3 separate regions of the Hordeum vulgare genome follow, and regions 1 and 3 are each linked to region 2. The links are chromatin contacts, called in public Hi-C and HiChIP or PLAC-seq maps. All regions are on one chromosome and are shown on one strand. Each heading gives the region's core, a stretch centred on a gene start, on an enhancer-like site or on the middle of the called end of the contact. The rest is flanking DNA. Distances are from core to core; before and after follow the strand shown.

What was found. Hi-C and Micro-C count contacts between places; a contact is called where the count stands out from the background. HiChIP or PLAC-seq counts read pairs in DNA pulled down with a chosen protein or histone mark.
Region 1: a contact with region 2 is called in a Hi-C map of leaf, with 4 times the contacts expected there. The contact joins the promoter of LOC123445385 here to the promoter of LOC123445386 in region 2. A contact is called at or near these places in 2 of 6 Hi-C or Micro-C datasets (leaf and seedling) and 1 of 1 datasets of contacts at active chromatin or transcription factors (embryo).
Region 3: an H3K4me3 HiChIP or PLAC-seq map of embryo shows a contact between it and region 2, with 3 times the contacts expected there. The contact joins the promoter of LOC123440825 here to the promoter of LOC123445386 in region 2. A contact is called at or near these places in 2 of 6 Hi-C or Micro-C datasets (leaf and seedling) and 1 of 1 datasets of contacts at active chromatin or transcription factors (embryo).

What each region holds. Positions count from the first base shown.
Region 1 is chr3H:586,705,023-586,708,648 of MorexV3_pseudomolecules_assembly, forward strand. It overlaps LOC123445385 (transmembrane protein 45A), which reads left to right and starts at 2,007. Exons shown (of 3, transcript XM_045122360.1): 1 at 2,007-2,290; 2 at 2,417-2,838. The coding sequence starts at 2,492.
Region 2 is chr3H:586,884,809-586,888,352 of MorexV3_pseudomolecules_assembly, forward strand. It overlaps LOC123445386, which reads left to right and starts at 2,273. Exons shown (of 1, transcript XM_045122361.1): 1 at 2,273-3,544. The coding sequence starts at 2,376.
Region 3 is chr3H:586,752,447-586,756,384 of MorexV3_pseudomolecules_assembly, forward strand. LOC123440825 reads right to left here and starts at 2,300. Exons shown (of 2, transcript XM_045117374.1): 1 at 2,127-2,300; 2 at 485-2,034. The coding sequence starts at 1,986. The coding sequence ends at 733.

The DNA of each region.
Region 1 (3,626 bases), core at 757-3,256, 180 kb before region 2:
TCTGTAAAATCAACTCCCACTTTCTATATTTTCTGTCTCTAATACACCACATGCTACTAGGGAAAAGCACTTACAAGTTGGCCTCTAATTCTTCCATTTGATGCAATGACATCTACTCCAAGATATGGCCTACGTCCATCAAAGAAAACTTCCAACATGCTTTGAAAGGGACAAACCCTCTCCTGAGGCACTCTTTATGCCTACTTTTTCCATTTATTTTATATTCTACTGAGTGCTTGTCAATGTTCACAACACTACTTGGAGAATGGAGATGTTTTCTCCACTTGAGACTTGAAAGTGTATAATAACTAGAAAGAGTCAGACCACTTACCTTACATACTGCCAAGGGCCATTTGGTGGACACAGAACACGCTCATGTATCAACAAGACCGAGTTGCGCAGCAAGATGTCCGATGACTGGTTTAATGACTTGATGATGTGTTCCATTGAGCGAGGGATATTCAAAAGTCTTGACTTTGCTCAAATTAAGGAAGATTTTCACGAGAAGGATAGGGCACTACCGTTGCCTGGGTTTTCTACACGTCGTTAAAGCTTACTTATCAGTATGTTTTCAGTCGTTCTGCTATTTAAAAAGTATGGATTGTTATTGTACTGGGCTATTCTATTTAGGATTATATGAAAATATTATCGTGCACTGTTGGTTCATATTATTTATGTTGTTTGTGCACAAATTTCTTTTGGGCTTAACAGTTGGCCAGACCTCAAGAAAGTTTCATCCCCCGCCACTGCATGTATGATAGGTCCAGCCATACTTTTTCTGTAGATTTTTATGCAATTCTGTAGGAGCAGTATTTGAATTCACTTGTACCCAGTTCCTGACAGCATGTGCAACCTACCTGCCCTTAGCTGACCTCAACCCTTTCCTTTTGTGCAAACCATTACAGAGGCATACACATCACACATATATGGCGAAACAGATAACATATCAGTGTGAAAATTATAATAAACAATACGCTAACTGTTAGTAACTCAAGTTAGTACGTACCTGAAATAATGTGCTATTTCTACAATGAACTATCGATGTTATCAATTTTAAACTCACTTTCAGTCTCTGTGGAGAAAGTAGCAAGTGCATTCCTACAATCTAGAGCACTGGAAAATATAGTTCTTTTTTGCTAAAGAAGGATCATCTGTATTATATATTATAATATAAACATCTAGCCTACTCTCGTCTGATGAGTCCGAGTACCCCCCATGTCCATGTCCTCCACCTGCCTCATCAAGCATGCCTCCTGTTGGTGCAATATAATCTTCATCCTTCTTAGAATTTCTGTCCTTGGGCTGCTTCCTTCCTTACAACAAATATTGGATATAGCCTTTCACCCTCATCATGAGTGTGCATATCATCAGGTATTCCGTCTTGTGTTGATTCTCTGTTGTTGGCCCTTCTTGAGTGGTCACATGTTCACTTGTTGTTCCTGGTACTTGAACAACTTTGCGATCGTATTAGAGTCAAGAAACAAAGAATACTAAAGTTACGTACCACCAAATTTCCGCTGCTGCAATGCACGGGTATCGTTTCTATAAGAGGACTTAACGGTAGAGGGACAAATTTACACACACTTGAAAATTAGGAACAAATCTAAATAGTAAGATTCGGTTAAGGGCACAAATGTAATTAACCCTGTTTTCTTCATACTCCCTTTGTTTTTGTTTAGTCGGTATAGTATTTGTTTTGACCGAAGTCGAACTTTATAAGGTTGATCAATTTTATAGAAAACAATACGTATTAACATTTAAAGTAACATGTTTATATAATGTGAAATGATTTTGCGGGCCACAATGATACTGATTTAGTGGTGTATATGTGAATATATCTTTGTACAAGCCCGCTGAAAATATACACAATTTAATTTTGAACAAACGTAATATTCCAAATAAATAAAAACGAAGGAAAGAGTATGTAATGTAGGTATAGGTTTTGAACAGGACCGACCTCCCCTCCCGAGGCGGCGCACCGCATTGACTGCGCCGCACCGCACCGCTTGGCAGTCCATAGAACAGAGGAGCACAACAGAGCAGAGCGATCCATCACGCACCAACCCCAACGCCTTCCTCACGCCCTCACCTTCTCCTTCTCCTTCTCCCTCCCTCCGCTCCTGCACACCTTCCCTCCGCTCCCGCTACCCGTGCCGCCGCACATCGCCATCATCGTCGCCATCCCCCGGAGGCAAGGAAAAGGCGCTTTCCCGAGCACGAGCAGGAAAAAGATCTGGTCGCTTTACGCTTCTCCTCCGCGCCCCATCAATCATCGACCAATCATCGCCAGGTACGTGCCGCCGCCTCCTCGTCTCGCGTTTTCTCCGGTCGTCTCCTCGTTCGCTCGTCGGGATTTGCTTTCCGTCTCCACTTCGGCCAGCGAGGGACCACGCCACTAATCGAGCGGTCGCCGCAGTCCCGTGGTTTCTGCTGCTGAGCTAGGAACAAAGGGCGCCGGCGGGGGATACAAGTCAACGCCGGCGGCAGATCGATGGGGTCGTTCAAGGGGCACGTGCTGCCGGGGACGCTGTTCCTGGCGGTGGGCGCGTGGCACGTGTGGGCGGCGGTGGCGCGGTTCGCCACGGACCCGGCGAGGTTCCGCCTCCGCGTGTGGAACCCCGTGGGCGGTGGCGGGGCGCTGCGGCACCTGGAGCTCTACGTCGTCGCCGGGGGCGCCTTCCTGGACATGTGCGTGGAGGTGCTCTACTCCACCCACCTCCGCATATTCGCGCCCGGCGGCGGGGTCAACCCGGCGCACCTCAACGACCTCGAGCACGGCGGCATGCTGCTCATGTTCTTCCTCTTCGGCGCCCTCGCCCTCCTCTCCCAAAACACCAGGTCAGCCCACCACCCATCCATCTACCATCTCGTTGCCATGGATGACACGATCCAAAGTTGATCCGTTTTCCTCGGAATTCTAGTGCTAGTTCCATTATCTTCTCGCTCGATCATCTGAGGTTGAAACAAAAAAAAGTCATTCTCGGATTCAGCACGGATTGATAGCTTTCTATGGGCGTCGGTCGTACTGTACGCTCGTGGTACTAACATTTGAGGATCTGGAAACGGAAAATAGGTGGGATGGTTGTTGGGCTAGTTGGTCCATGTTTTGACTTGCTTGGTGTCGCATCTTGATTCTTGAATGAACGTTACAAAGGACGGACCAGAGGGAGAAGGATTGGCTGGTCCAGGCTAGGCCATGTGGTCACAATTAGCCGGTGCCCAAGTTGGTACTAGATTCATTTGGCTGATTTTTGCTTGCAAAATTCAGGGGTGCTCCTAGGCTCTGTTTACTTATATATAGTCTAGCAGCAATACTACACATACATAACTTTACATGGATTTTACAAACAGGTGATTTTGATTGGAGATTATGGAGATGGAGGCCCCAACCTCCTTAAAAATCAGGGAGGAGTGGTTAGTTAGAAAGAAAGAATCCTAGTCAGCGTGTAACCTTATGTAATTTTTTGTATGTCTAGCATTTTTGATAGTCTAGACTAGCCTGTTCTAGAATGAGTGGATACCATAAAACTATAACTTGAGACTATCACTTTTTGCGTTATAGTTTCAAAAACTACGAAAAATTGTTTGTGACTGATAAGTATTATTTTTAGCGTCGGTTGTTTCAA
Region 2 (3,544 bases), core at 1,023-3,522:
GAGAAAGTCTTCAGCAAATTCTTCAAACAGTGACAGTGAAAATCATCAACACACAATCTGAGGAATATAAAGAGTTGAGGAAATAGAACCCGTTTCACAGTGAAGACAGTGGTTGATGACCCAGTTCCAACTGTTGTGACAGTTGTACATCTGGTTTGGAGCGGCTTGGTATTGAAACCAAAGGACACACAGTCCCGGGACACAGTCCCTACCGTATTCTCCTTGGTCTAAGAACACACAGTCCTCGCCCAACACTCGTGGTCAGTCTTCAGGGCAGACTTCCAAAACCTCACAAACTTGGTCACCTGACGATCCACAATTGACTGTTGGATTGCTCTAGACCATGACGCCTAACCGTTTGGAGGATGCACAGTCCTCAAAGGTAAAAGGCTTTAGTCCCACACAGGAACAACTTCTTCAGTGATGCTCAATCACTTGGTTCTCGGTTTGTGGTTTGGTGTTTGGGGTATTTCCTCACTGATGAATTACTCTCAAAGACTCTGAGGAATTTGGGTTGCTCTTATGACAAGTGTCAGTTTCTAATGGAGCAGCCAACCAGCTAATGGTAGTGGGGGCGGCTATTTATAGTCTGGGAGCATCCCGACATGATTTGACATTAATGTCCTTAAATAATATGATCGTTGGTGTGGATAAGACCAATGATGTGGTGTGGTTATCGATAACAGTCGGGACGCTCAACTGTGAGAGTCCTCATGTCACTCATATTCCTCACTTGAGGCTTTTGGTAGGATTAAGCTTGGGTTGAGCATCATGAGGAAATTCATTCAAATGTGTTACCTTGACCCCCTTTAACAGTACTGTGTTCCTATTACTCAACTGTGAAGAAAATAAAACAGAAAGGATGAATCTTCATGCTTCAAAGTCTTCAGATTGATTTTCTTTAGGACACATCGAATTCTTCAATTTCAATATCTTCATGAGGAATATCAATTTCAACGCAAATTCTTAGCGATTCAATTCTTCAGATTCAGACCAATTTCTTCAACCGAAGATATACATTTTTAGGGGTCGATATTCATCGATTATTTCAAACCCCTCAGCGACTTATAGATCCTGTGTACACTCGAGAACACATTAGATACTTAACCTATAAGTCTTCAAACCACCAAAATCACTAAGGGGTACTAGATGCACTTACATCAGGTCCCCGCAAATTTTCAAAAACGAAATCGAGTCCGTGTAAACTTTTGAAAAAAGCAACCAGGTCCCTCCCGTGGCCGTGCGCCAGCAGGTGCCGTGACGGTCGTCGGCCAGCAGCCATGACGCCGCCGTGGAGATCCCTTCCATCACGGGCGGCGCGTGGAGCTCCCATTCGTCATGACCAGCAGCCATGGTGTTGTTGTGGAGCTCCCTTCCGTCGGGGGCGGCGCATGGAGCTCCCTTTCGTTGCAACCAGCAACCATGGCGCTGCCGTGGAGGTCCCTTCCGTCACGACCAACAACCATGGCACCATCGTGGAGCTCCCTTCCATCGTGGGCGCCTTCGTGGAGCTCCCTTCCATAGAGACCGTCCATGTCAGCGGGGTAGCACCTCTGGCCGATGGCGCCATGGCTCCATGGAGGACGACACGTCGGGTGCCATGGCTGCAGGCGGAGGCTGGCGGCACGTTGGGGAAGAATATGCGTTGGTGGAAGGAGCGGCGACCAACGCTCCATAGATCCGGCCGCTGCGGGCGTGGCTCATCGTCGCAGGCTCAGGGCGACGCGGGGACATCGCCGGCGTCGGCAGAGGCAGAAGCAGACCGTGAGCACGAGGACGGCGATGACGACCGCGGCCACGGCCGCGGCGAGGAGGACCCAGCCGCGGAGTCCGAGCACGGGGGTGCCGAGGAGGGACCTGATTGTTTTTTGCAAAAATATTTTAAAGACATGATTGCTTTTTCACAAGACTTCCGATGACCTGATTGCTTTTCTACACACTAACATGTAGGCCCTACAAGTGAGTTAATAGCCAAACACACGGTCAAATAGACAAATCGTTTAGGTGCGGACCCGACTTGTCATAAACCTGTTTAATTTTTTAACAACAAAGATTTTAGGTTTTTGAAACAACGAACCACGACGTTTGATAGTTTTCTGAAAAAAGTTAAAATTCGGTAGTTTTCTGAAATCATAATCTTTACGCTAGTAGTTTTATGTTATTTAGTCATTTCCCTTGATCTCTCTCGCTCGCTCTCTTTTACAGCAGCCCAAATAGCACACATAGTAGCTAGGCCTATACACAGCGGCAGAGCCCCCAATCTGTGTGGATTCCTCCCCAAATCAGCCGCCGCCGGCGCCTCACTCCCCAAACACACCACCAGACGGCCCACCTCCCTCCCTCCCCCCCTCTCACCGCCTCCTCCTCCCCCTGCCATGGCCGACCCTGTTCCCCCGCCTGCGAAGAGGAAGAAGGAGGGCCCGATTTGTCTGGAAACCTCGCCGCTCCTTCCGCCCGCAGGCTGGTCCGATCTGCCGCCCGACCTCGTCCGCCGCGTCGCCGACTCCCTCCTGGCCACCAACGACCTCGACTGGTACATGGACTACCGCGCCGTCTGCTCCGGCTGGCGCGCCGCCACCGCCGACCCCAGGAGGGCCGCCTCCGACCCCCGCTTCCGCCCGCGCTGCTGGATCGTCCTCGAAGAGGTCTTCCTGAGCGAAGGACAAGAGATTCACCTGGTAAACACCGTCACCGGCCGCTTCCTCCGCAAGATTCTCCCGCAGCTCGGCGATTACCACGCCGTGACCGCCACACACAGCGGCTACTGCGTCCTGGCGGAGAAAGGCGCTCGTCACGCCGCCCGCGTCCTCAACCCCCTCACCGGCGTCGTGATCCGTTTCGCGGCGCCCGTGCCCCTCGATGTGGGAGTCGCTGATCTCACTTTTCCCCACGGCTCTTCGGTCCGGCTCGCCGTGTTCTGCGACTCTTCTCGCAAGGCCTACTCAGCGGCTCCTCACAGTAAAAGGTTCGTCAGATACAAGCATAAGCAGCAATCAGCTTTCGATTACTTCCGGAAGGCGGTCGTGGGTGGTGCCTATGCAAGCCTTTCTGAATTATCCGTAGTTCGTGAGCTGATGATTAGCTTAGGCAAGTTTCTGAATTATCGGGTTTCGACCAAGGTTTTCTCGGTTGATCGTCCTGGACATGGGTACGCCATTCGGTGTTTCCTAGTGGATTTGGATGGGGATATAGGTATCGTCTTGAAGTTCTTGAATGCACATGAAGCCCATTCTCTCTTTGCCCTCCAATTCGACACCGACACAGGCAAGCTCTGGCGTGTGAAGACCACAGGAAGATTTGCCATCTTCATCGGTGACCACAGGTGCTTCTCCGTCGATGTTGATAAGTTCCCAGGAACGGAGGCAGACTGTGTGTACTACACTGAACATTTGGGTTCGTCCGCTCATATCTGCAAGTGCAACATCAGGGACAACAAAATAGAGAGGATCTATGAGGCTACAGATTTCGTGAAGCAGGACAAGAAGTTTGTCCTGGTCGCCGACCGTCCTCACACCATCATCCACTTCCTCTCCAGCTACACCAT
Region 3 (3,938 bases), core at 1,050-3,549, 130 kb before region 2:
TAACCATGTCACAAATACTTTTTTTTTTCGAAAAGGAGGCATCGATGTCACAAATACTTATAAGCTGGGAACATCTTAAGTTCTTTGCAGCAATGATAAGTCGCAAAGCACATCTTCAGTTCTTTATGTATTTATACAGTAATGCCCAGAAACACAAGGAACATACTACAAATGCAACTAGTTCAAGAGGCTAAATCATAGATGCATGGGAGTATTCAGAAAATAGATCAAACGCCGCATCATACAGCAACTCTACAAACCACTTCTTGCCTAGAACATGGTATTGCAAAATTAACAAAGCTTACAGAGAACAGGGAGGCTGCTAATATGATCAATGGTCCAATTGCAGGAGCTAGATTCACTAATTCAGAAGCTGTCAAAATTTGGACAAACATTTACTACAGCCAGAAATTAAGCACCATATTGCATTGCTAGGAAGTAATAATAATACTAAAAGATAAGAAGTGGACACATGGACAAAAGATAGCATCAAGCACAGTAGGTGTAGCATTAGGTTGATACCAAGTACCTACTAATTAAGACAGCAAACAGTAGTTCCACTACAGGTGATCTAACCTTCAATCAACCTGTTTCTTAACCGTGACAAGGCAAGGCATGTCCAAAATAACAAAACAATAAAAGACAGGAGCAGTTACTTCGCAAAAGCATAGCCTTGTCGGTTAGCCATCAAGATCACTATCCCAGGGGCTGAATGAAGATCTGCCGGGCGCCTTATAGCATCTGTTGCCATGCCAGCTGAGAATCCGGGATATTGATTGTGTAGCTCGATAGAAGCTGGATGACCGTCACAGGACGGCAAGCGATGAGGACAAACCGCTTGCCCTGCTTCACGAAATCTGGATTCTCAGAGATCCTCTGTACTTTCCTGTCCTCGATGTTGGACTTGCAGATATAAGCAGACGAACCCAGAAGCTGAATGAAGTAGACACAGTTTGCCTCAATCGACCGGAACATGTCAGTGTCCACAGCTAGGCACCTCCGATTACTGATGAAGATGGCAAATCTGCCGATGCTCCTCAAAGGATGCAACGTAGCTGCATCCATGTCCACTTGGGAAACAAACGGAACGGGTGCACCCGAGACGAGCAACATCTGTCCAGATAAAACCACCAGGGAACTCTGGATATCCTTCACATCTGTATGAGGATCGTCGGAAAAATTGATGTTCTCCAATCCTCTATTTTGCATCTGTGCTCCTATCCGCATAAACATGGGTAAAAATGCAATCATCTCAGCTAATATGGTTGATTTCAAGCCACTGATTTCTGCATAGACACCACCTACGGCCGCCTTGCGGAAGCAATCGTAAACCGCTGCCTTTTTGGACTTGGTCTTGACGGCGACGAAACTTTCACTGTCAGGCGCGGCCCTGTAAATCCTACGAGATGAGTCGCAGAACAGGGCGAGCCCCAGCGAGGAGTCAACTTCAGAGAGCACCACCATGTGGGGCACGGGCGCCGCGAAACGGACCATGCAGCAGGTGAGAGGATTCAAGACATGAGCGGTGTGAGGAGGACTCTTGTCTGCCAGAACGAAGAAGCCGCCACTGGTGCCCATGACGTAGTAATCCAGCAGCACCGGCAGCTTCTTGCGGAGGAAGCGGCCGGTGAGGGTGTTGAGCAACACCCGCCTGCCGTCGCCCTGGAAGTCCTCGTCCAGGACGACCCACCCGCGCGGATGGAAGCGGGGGTCCCGGGTGTCGCTGCTGGGGTCGTCAGTGGCGGCGCGCCAGCTGGGGCAGACGCCGCGGACGGACATGTAGTAGTCCAGGTCGTTGTTGACGAGGAAGGAGTCGGCGATGCGGCGGACGAGGTCATCCGGGAGCGTGGACCAGCCGGCGGGCGAGGGTTCCGAACAACTCGGATCTCGCTTCATCCTTTTGGCCGGCGGAAGAAGAACAGCGGAGGACAAGGGCGTCGGAACCTCACGGGCCGCCATTGCCGCACGTTCCAGTTCTCGCGACATGAGCCCAGCCCTTCTCGTCGGTCAGCAAATCCAATGCTGTGATCCTCGCTGTGAAAACACAAGATACAGAGTTGTAAGGGAAACTGAAAAGCACACACAATCTAATCAAGAAACGACCAACTTGAGCAGGATTTGGTTACCAGATCTAGCGGAGAGGAACGCAACCAGAACGGCAGAGGAGGTGGAAGGGGAGAAGCCGAGCAGATGGAAGTTTGGAGCGCAGGGAGGGGGGAGCAGCAGAGCACGCTCGTGAACTGACACACGCCAGCAGCAGGAGCACGCCCCGTCCCGTCCAGTCAAAATTGACAAAAATGACCCGTGGTGAAAAGAACTCACAGAATGAACCCTCGGGGGGAAAGATTTGACCTCCCCGATTCTTTTTTGTGGCGCCTGACACTTAGGCGCCGCACTACACCGTGTGATGCCTAGCCGTTCGGCGCCACACGCCCCGACCACCTGGCAGAGAGGGCCCACCCCCAGGCCGTGTGACGCCTAAGCTTCAGGCGTCACACATTGTAATGTTTGGCGCCGAACGCTTAGGCGCCACACATTGACTTATACAGCCACGGGCCAGCCCCCCTCCCCACCCCCTCCTCATTCCCCTCCCCCATCCCCCTCTCCCAGCCACGGGCCCCTCTTCAAATCCTTCTTCAAATCATCAAATGTGAAGGTTTGGACCGGGCATTTGTTGTCCAATCACTCCCCTGAGGTAATCCCCACCTCTCCCCTCATTCTCATCCAAACAAAAATCTCTTGTGGTCATTTTTTTGCAAATTTGAGGAAACCATAGTTTTTCATGAAATGTGGGATGTATATGATATTATTGTATTTGTTTGTATGTTAGGATAAGGGGTATGATGGGGTTAGGATTAGGATTGTTTGGATGTTTGCATTATGGTTGTTTTAGGGTTAGGCTAGGGTTAGGCTATGGTTAGGCTAGGGTTAGGGATGTATGGTTGTGTTAGGGTTATGATGGGGTTAGTGTTATGGATGTTTGGAAGTTAGTAAGTAGATATTGTAGTTGTATGATTGCTTATAAAAATGTTCTATGTTTTGTTGTTTAGGGATGGGAAGAACATGTGTTCATATTCATCACGTGGACAAGGATGCCTTTTTAAAAGGCAATATTGATCCGGACCCGGATGAGCTTGACATGGTGTTCGATTTGTGTCCTAGCTATGGTGAATTGTTGGAACAAGCCCGAAAAGATTTGAATTGGATGGACCCTAGTGATGTAGTTGAGTTTGATGGTAGGCATAATGTGGGATTCGGAATGCACATTCGTTGGAAGACCATGCGTGTCAACTCCGAGCAACGTTGGCTTGCATACAAGTATACAGTGGCCGAATCACTAGACAAGGCTCTAGAGTTATTTGCCATCAAAACAAATGGTCCTAACTTGCACTTGGATTTGAACCGGGTTGCCTCTCCGATTGTTGAAGCTATTCCTCCACCCATCAACGAAGAGGCCAACATTGAACCTCTTTCTTGTGTCGAACATGAACCATTGGTAGAGGCTAATGATGAGCACGATGATGATGAGAATGATGGTAATGTTCTTCATGACAACAATCTTGGTGATTTGGACAAATATAATTTGCAAGAGACAATGGACCATTCTATTTCGTACTCACGTGGCTATGCATCTGAGTCTGACGATGAGGGTCCCGTCGAAGAAGTTGATGAGGAAGGGTTCACGACAAAGGAGGCTGAAGCTTTCACGAAGGTATCAAAGCGTGATCACCGGACACCATTGTTCGAGGATCTTAGCCTTGCGGGTGACGCCGTGGTTGACAGAGGCGAATGCATATTGTTTGGAGTTAGGCCACCTTCTCATCGGGACACACATGGGAAGAATATTATTTTGCCGGGGTCAAAGTTCGAAACATTCTTTGAACTGAAGATGTGGTTGGATGAATATTCTGTTACGCATTATAGGCCACACAAAGTTG